Regions from separate parts of the Mus musculus genome. Here region 2 is linked to region 1. A link is a contact called in public HiChIP or PLAC-seq data. All regions are on one chromosome and are shown on one strand. The core of a region is the stretch at or near the end of the contact, and the rest is flanking DNA. Distances in the headings are between cores, read along the strand shown.

What was found. HiChIP or PLAC-seq counts read pairs in DNA pulled down with a chosen protein or histone mark.
Region 2: an H3K27ac HiChIP or PLAC-seq map of double positive thymocytes shows a contact between it and region 1, with 4 times the contacts expected there. The contact joins two enhancer-like sites. A contact is called at or near these places in 2 of 115 datasets of contacts at active chromatin or transcription factors (double positive thymocytes and microglia).

Annotation. Positions count from the first base shown.
Region 1 is chr1:87,828,330-87,831,937 of GRCm38.p6, forward strand. Sag (S-antigen, retina and pineal gland (arrestin)) reads left to right here. Exons shown (of 16, transcript NM_009118.2): 10 at 68-140; 11 at 3,510-3,608. Among named protein-coding and RNA genes, the nearest start is that of Dgkd, 23 kb to the right of the region's middle. Within about 2 kb of position 1,557, at least 154 of the 459 cell types and tissues checked have an H3K27ac peak or open chromatin away from gene starts, as enhancers often do. A contact at or near this core is called in double positive thymocytes, where this site is marked.
Region 2 is chr1:88,683,589-88,687,239 of GRCm38.p6, forward strand. No RefSeq gene overlaps it. Among named protein-coding and RNA genes, the nearest start is that of Arl4c, 17 kb to the right of the region's middle. Within about 2 kb of position 1,338, at least 23 of the 459 cell types and tissues checked have an H3K27ac peak or open chromatin away from gene starts, as enhancers often do. A contact at or near this core is called in double positive thymocytes, where this site is marked.

The sequences.
Region 1 (3,608 bases), core at 307-2,806:
GTCCTGTGTGTCTCCTTGAAGGCACGAGGGGCTGCCCTGACCACCCCCTCCTGTCTTCCCTTTGCAGTGGAACAGATAGCCAATGTGGTTCTCTACTCAAGTGACTATTACGTCAAGCCTGTAGCCTCGGAGGAAACACAGTAAGTAGCAGGTGTCTTTCCACTTCCTGGGCGGCAGCCCGCTTTGTCAGCTTCCTCTTCTGAAGAGGGAACTTTGCCTTTTCTGAAAAGAAAGCCTTTGCTTTCTTCCCCCTTTCTCCCATCAAGAGCTATGAAGCAAGGCAGGCTAGGCTATGTGTTTATTTTGCCTCTGGGTCCATCTCTTAGGCTGGGAGAACAGTCTTTATAAACAAGGGACCGGAGGAGAGAAATCTAGAGAGTAAGGTCACTATGGGAACAAGAAGGGCTCTGTGTATCCTTGGAATGTGTTGACAGGAATGAGATGCTCGTCCTGCCCCCAGAAGATGACTAAATGAGCTATTAGCCCAGGCTAGGGCTATGATATGTATGTGTGTGTATATATATATATCTATATCTATCTATATATATATATGCGTATATCTATATATGCATATATCTATATATACATATATATATATATATATATATATACACACACACACACACACACACACGTGTGTGTGTGTGTGTCTGCATGCATGTTTCATTCTCTCTGTCTGTCTGTCTGTCTCCCCCCCAGCTTGACTGTCATGGAAGGGGGCCCTCGGGCTAGAATGATAGCCTTTACTGTAGCAGAATTTGCAGGAAGATTACACCAGATGTGTGTGTGTGTGTGTGTGTGTGTGTGTGTGTGTGTGTGTGTGTGTGTGTATCTCTATACCATTTCCTGTTTCTCATTCAAAACTCTGTGTGCTTTTTGGACCAAATGATCCTCGGGAGAATGGACACCATTCTAGGATTTCCCGGGGGTCGGGGGTGGGCAGAGCAGTCTAGAAATGGGGCCATATCATGTTAGCTTTTTCATTGTTTAGGCACAGGCACGTATCTGAGAAAACAAACTGTCACAGAAATATCTGTTTCCATTCACAGTTTCTATTGATCACAGCAGGGTGGGCGTGGCAGAGCAGAACAGCTCAGGAAACAAGGAATGCAGGCATTAGCAGGATACCCCTGCTCCCCCTTTGATGACAGCCAGGTTTCTAGCCTCTGCAATGGTGGCTCTTGTATCCAGGGCAGCCTTCCCTCTGGGCTAATCTTCTCTGGAAATGTTCTCACAGACACATCCTGAGTTGTTTTCTCTCATCTCCAAGGCCCTTCTCAAAACCATCCCATTACGACTAAATCACATTGGTCTCAATGTAGAAGCCACTCAGAAGGCTGCAAGAGCCCAGCACTGTTCCAGACACATCCAGCAACCAGGGCTCTGGTGGGCAGGGTTCCTCAAACCGGGTCAAACATCCGTTGTAAGCTGCTGCTGACCATGCAGTATGAGATCCTAATGGCCCTGAACACAGCTGTGGGCCTGGCTTCCGCAGGTTCTACTACAGTACAGCCTAGCCCAAAGGCCCTCTTCTGCTAGAGGAGAGAGAGAGAGAGAGAGAGAGAGAGAGAGAGAGAGAGAGAGAGAGAGAGAGAACACCACAACCCAGGTGGTAGGATGTGGCCACCCCTAGCTCAAGCAAAACTTTGCAAGAGTTTCCTGAACTCACTAGAGGCAGGAGAAGCAGAAGCTGCTTTAAACTCCCGGGGGTTGGGGTGCAAACAGGGGCGTCCTTCCCATGGGAGACAGTTCACATGTCCAGATGTCTGGGAACTCATTCAGGAAGTGGTCCTGATGCTGGCTCCCAGCCAGCATTGTTGCAAGCCATACTCTACCTTCTGCCTGCAGCCCAGGCCTGGTTGCTAGGATGTGCACTGCAGAATGAATTGTCCAGCCCAGATACCACTCTGGAATCCCAGGAGTGCTGTGTCTCTAGCCAGGTCCCAGAATTGACCCTCAGAGTGGGGTTCCTTCTGTCTTTCACTCATAGGAAACCCCACAGCCCTCTGCAGGAACCCCAGTAAAGAAAGAGGGGAGCCAAGCTGGGCAGTGATGTTGAATACCTTTAATCTCAGCAGAGGCAGGCAGATCTCTGTGAGTTCAAGGCCAGCTTGGTCTACAGAGTAAGTTCCAAAACAGCCAGGGCTACACAGAGAGAGGAGAGAGGAGAGAGGAGAGAGGAGAGAGGAGAGAGGAGAGAGGAGAGAGGAGAGAGGAGAGAGGAGAGAAGGAGAGAGAGGGGAGAGAGGGGAGAGAGGGGAGAGAGGGGAGAGAGGGGAGACAGGGGAGAGAGGGAGAGAGGGGAGAGAGGGGAGAGAGGGGAGAGGAGGGGAGAAGAGGGGAAGAGAGAGAGAGAGAGAGAGAGAGAGAGAGAGAGAGAGAGAGAGAGAGAGAGAGAGAGAGATCTTTGAACTGACTGATCAGACTGACCTGGGTTATAAGTGGTTACAGACCTATCAGTCACACGGTCTATCCTTCCTAGTATGGACAGTTTTGGCTACAGTGGTTCTGTATCAGCTTCTTTGCTGACACTGCCCACAGTGGGACTCAGGAAAGGGTCTCTTTATGGCTGTGTAGATCAGGATAGCCTTGAATACACAGAGATTCTCCTGTCTCTGCCTCTCAAGTATTAGCATTAAAGGACAATGCCACTACACTCAGCTAGATTTTTAGTGAGTTTCATTTGCTTCTGGTCTTGTTGTTTTTGCTTTTATAAGACAGACTTTCACTATGTAGTCCAGGCTGGTCTAGAACTCATGATCTTCCTGTCTCAATCTTCTGAGTCTTGGGATTACCAGTATGTACCACCACTGCTGAGTATTGGTCTTATTTAACCTCACAGAACATTTCAGAGGTTTTCGTAATTCAGAACAAGTCAAGAGGCTTGAGGGAATGAATGTCCCAACCTTTTGTGTATGCTGTGTGTGTGTGTGTGTGTGTGTGTGTGTGTGTGTGTGTGTGTGTGTGTGTTCTGTTTGTGCCTGGTGCCTCTGGAGGCCAGGAGGAGGCATTTGATTCCCTGGAACTAAAGTTACAGGTGGCTGTGATTTACCACGTGGGTGCAGAGAACTGAATTCTGGTCCTCTGCAAGAGAGTCAAGAACTCTCAACTACTGAGCCATCTCTACACCTTACATTTTTTAGACAAAGTCTCTCACTGAATTTGGATCTCAGTGACTGAGCGAGACTAGCAGGCCTATGATCTCCGGGGATCCATCTTCTAGCTCTCCAGTGGTTGTTTACAGACACACTGAACATGGTAGCACAGGGCTTCCCTCAGGACTCTATGGCACATGTTTTACCAACTGAGCCATCTCTCCAGCCCTGAAGTGTCATAGTCTTGCTGCCCCTCAGGCTCAGGACTAACAGCATGTCTGTTTGGTAAGGGAAACTTTCACTCTAAAAATGCCCACGGCAGGTAGGATCTTGAGATGTTAATTAATGGTGGCCAGGACAAGGTATTAATTGTGACTGTCACAGCCATAGAACTCTCTATGATTCTTCCTCAAGAGAAAAAGTGCAGCCAAACAGCACTTTGACCAAGACACTGGTGCTGGTGCCCCTACTGGCTAACAACAGAGAAAGAAGAGGCATCGCGCTGGATGGGAA
Region 2 (3,651 bases), core at 88-2,587, 860 kb after region 1:
GTGGCCAGCATTGATATCAATAACTCTTCTGGGTAATAGGTATGCCAGGAGAAGAGAAGCAAGCCAATACATACACCAACAACAGCAGTGGGGACAGTAGGCACAGAAGCGACATGGTACAACTGCATGTGATGGACACCAGTGTCAGTGGGATGAGGGACCTCAGATCTCCATGGACCACTGTTTGGGAAGAATGAATTTGGAGGAGCCAGAGCAGTGGTTCTCAATCGTCCAGTGCTGTGACCCTTTAATACAGTTCCTCATGTTGTGATGACCCCTAACCCTAAAATTATTTCATTGCTCTTTCATAACTTTAATTTTGTTGATGCTATGAATCACAATGTAAATATCTGACATGTAGGATATATGACCTTTGTGAAAATGTCATTTGACCCCCCAAAAAAGGGTCACAACCCACAGGTTTAGAACTGCTGAGCCAGAGAGTCTGGAGCTGAGGTTCCTTAGGGGACACAGTCACTGATGCCTTCAATGGCAGAGCTTTGAATGCCACCAAATGCAGGAAGTGCCTGAGACAAGGAATTGGAATCAGAGACACACCCCAAGAGATTCCCTGGCTAGAGGAGAGAGGCCAAGCAGACTCTTGGATGGATTGGGTTGGGGGTGTGCTGTAGCTCCTTCCCTGAGATGGTGTCCTGAATTCCCAACAATGCTTGACCAATTGTGATGTCCACAGTAGAGAATTAAGAAATTCACAATAAACTCAGCCCAGACCTGAAAGGTGACAATGTGCACCGTGAAGAATGTATACCTTTTGATATGAGTTTTGACTCCTACAATCTCCATTTCCTTGAGATTATTGGGATACAGTTTCTGTACACTGTGCTCAGAGTGATTTAACTTTCAGTGTGAGGCATGGCTGGCTGGCTGTGATGGAGCTTCAGCAGAGGACAGTCAAAACAGGTTTGTCTGGTCATAAATACTTTAGTTGCTAGGCTCAGCAGATGCCGGTAGACACTTGCCCTAATGAGAGAGTATCGATTAAATTCTAGTTTGGAATCAGGACCCATAATTGCTGGGTTGAAGACTTGAGGGATCATGTTCTGTAATGAAGGCAAACTCCTTGGGAAGCTTCCATTTGACACCAACCCTCAGGGGTCAGTGGTTGTTATGGAAGTAGGTAGAACTAGAATTGGGCACAGATCTCCATGGTGGAGTAGAGACAAAGGGCTTTACAACTACTCCTTGAGCTGGTACATTCTAACTTCATCTTAAAATGCCCACCCCTTTCTTCTGATACCATCTTAGGATTGTGAGCCCTTCTACCCTTCAAATTGTTTCTGAACTGCATCACAGAAGGCAAACTGACAGGTGTTGCTGTCACACTTGTGCTGTGGGTTTTTATGTTTCCTGTACCATCATAAAGCAAGACCACTGTCAGTACACTATAGTGAGCCAGCTTTTGAGAACCGTCTTCTTGGTTCTCTCAAAGGATTTAAATTTAGGACACCCCAAGACTAAAGATTAAGTCATGTGTCTAGTGGAAGATATTCTGTCTTCTGTCTAAACAAACTGTGAAGCTGGAGACACAGTGTTGCTCTGGGCTCCATCATGGGACTGCTCAGGGTTGGGGGTGTCTCCATTAGTAGAATACTGTCACACAGGCAGTTAGATAGACCAAACTAGGCATTCCTGAGTGTGGCCAGGTGTTACCTACCACTAGTCTTTTAGGATTCCAGAACATTTGTCTCCAACACACACTTTGCTCCCTTCAGAGCAGTAGCTACAGACAGTAATGACCAGGCTTGCTCCACTCCAGACCAGTGAGTCTGTCTGAGGGATGGTGAAAAGTGTCACCTTTGTTTCTGTGACCACACATGACTAAACTGAGACGATAGGTTTTCAGTGATGGAGGCCACAAGTTATGGCAAACTCATGGGTGGGATTCAGGGGCAGCCATATCCCAGGCAGGGACCATGTTCAAGCGAGCAAATTAATCATGCTGGAAATGGGTTGTTACAAGAGCAGGATGGGGAACCTGAATATTTTATGTAGAAGAAAATAGCAGCCAATACAAGCATTCAGAGAGGTGCTAAGTGGGCTTCTCAGAGGGCATCCACATGCTGTAAAACCCTAGAGAACTCAGCACATAGGGCTGGGCAACAGAGTCCCTGGCTTCTTCCCAGCCCCTACAGAGGCCCTTGAGGATGCCACAGAAAGGAAAGGTCCATCCACAATCCAGGGTCTTTAGAATCATTTCACTATGGTCAAGAGATAGGCAAGCAGGATGGGGTGGTGGCATCCTGACTGTGATCACTGAGCCTAGAATGCTGCTGCCATTTGCAGGCTCCCAGGTGACTGAAAGTTTACAGCTCTCATTAAAAAGCTATGGAGTGCTTCAAGGCAGGGACAGGACTCAACCCAGTGTGGGCTAGCGTCCCAGGCTGCTGTTCCACAACACACATGTGGATGAGAGGCCAGCAAAGCAGCGATGTTTGGGGGAATCCACCAATCAACCCCCTCAAGGACTCTTGCACTACAATGAGCCACAAATCCTGGGGAGTCCCCCCAAAAGACACTAACCTCTGAGTTTAAGGAATACCTGAGGACTCCCATCTGTGGAGTCAGTACCATTCTCTTCTTTACTGAGACCCCAGCTTGCCCTTGGCTCCCACCCTATCACCATGCAGCCGGGACATATCTAGACCACCGTATCTGTTTTCTCTGCTGAAACCTTGCTACATTAGAGGACATGTCCACCCCTACCCCCATCTGTCTGATTATACACACATCTCCTACCTCCAAGATATCCCAGGATATCTTCCGAAAGACCTCTCAGGATCCTCTCTTCATAACACTATTGAGATCTGGACTAACTGGTTCATACACAAACTTGTGTTGAGATTAGCTTCTCAATGGAACCTTTCTTCTCCCTCATGAACAGATCTATGCCTTTCTAGAGATACGGATGCACCTTGAAGAGCGAGTGAATCTCCTAAGGCAAGATAAGTGACCCCTAGGGTCTGATATAGAACAAATTTATCTCTGATGTTTTAGCCTCTTCCACACATGTTCACTCACTGCCCTCATATGGGGGTCTCACCATGGGAACCCCTGCACGCTTCAGAGCCCAAATAATCACAGAGGATGGGATAATCCCCACACAGTGGGCACATATCCCACACAGGCTACACTTACGGCCAAGGCCAGAATGGAGTTTGTTATAGTGGTCACAGGAAGTACATGCACCTCACGAAGGAAGCTTTCAGTGGCCATCAGCATCCCCCACACTCTTTCATCTCAGTGCACTGAAGCTATAATTACCTACCTGCCAAGGAAGCCTGAGATGTAAACACACTTGCCATTTGTGTGGTACAGACCTTCGAGAGGCAGACCGAACCTTTAATAACAAAAGATGAAACCTTCCTGGAAGCATCTCTAAGCCCAGAGAACATTCTATGAAAAGTAAGATTAAGTTCAAGCAGGTGCTTGAACAAGACCTCTGAGGAGGAACTAAACACTGGAATTTGCGTGTAAACCCAAACTCCTCAGTGGCCACTGCTAGTGCCGAACAATAGTGGATGGCGTGAGTGTATGATACAGCCATGCCATTTACTGTGTCAGTGAATTAACTCTGACATCTCAGGGAAAGAACACAAAGGAAGGTTCCACCCAACCCATATTGCAGCCCAT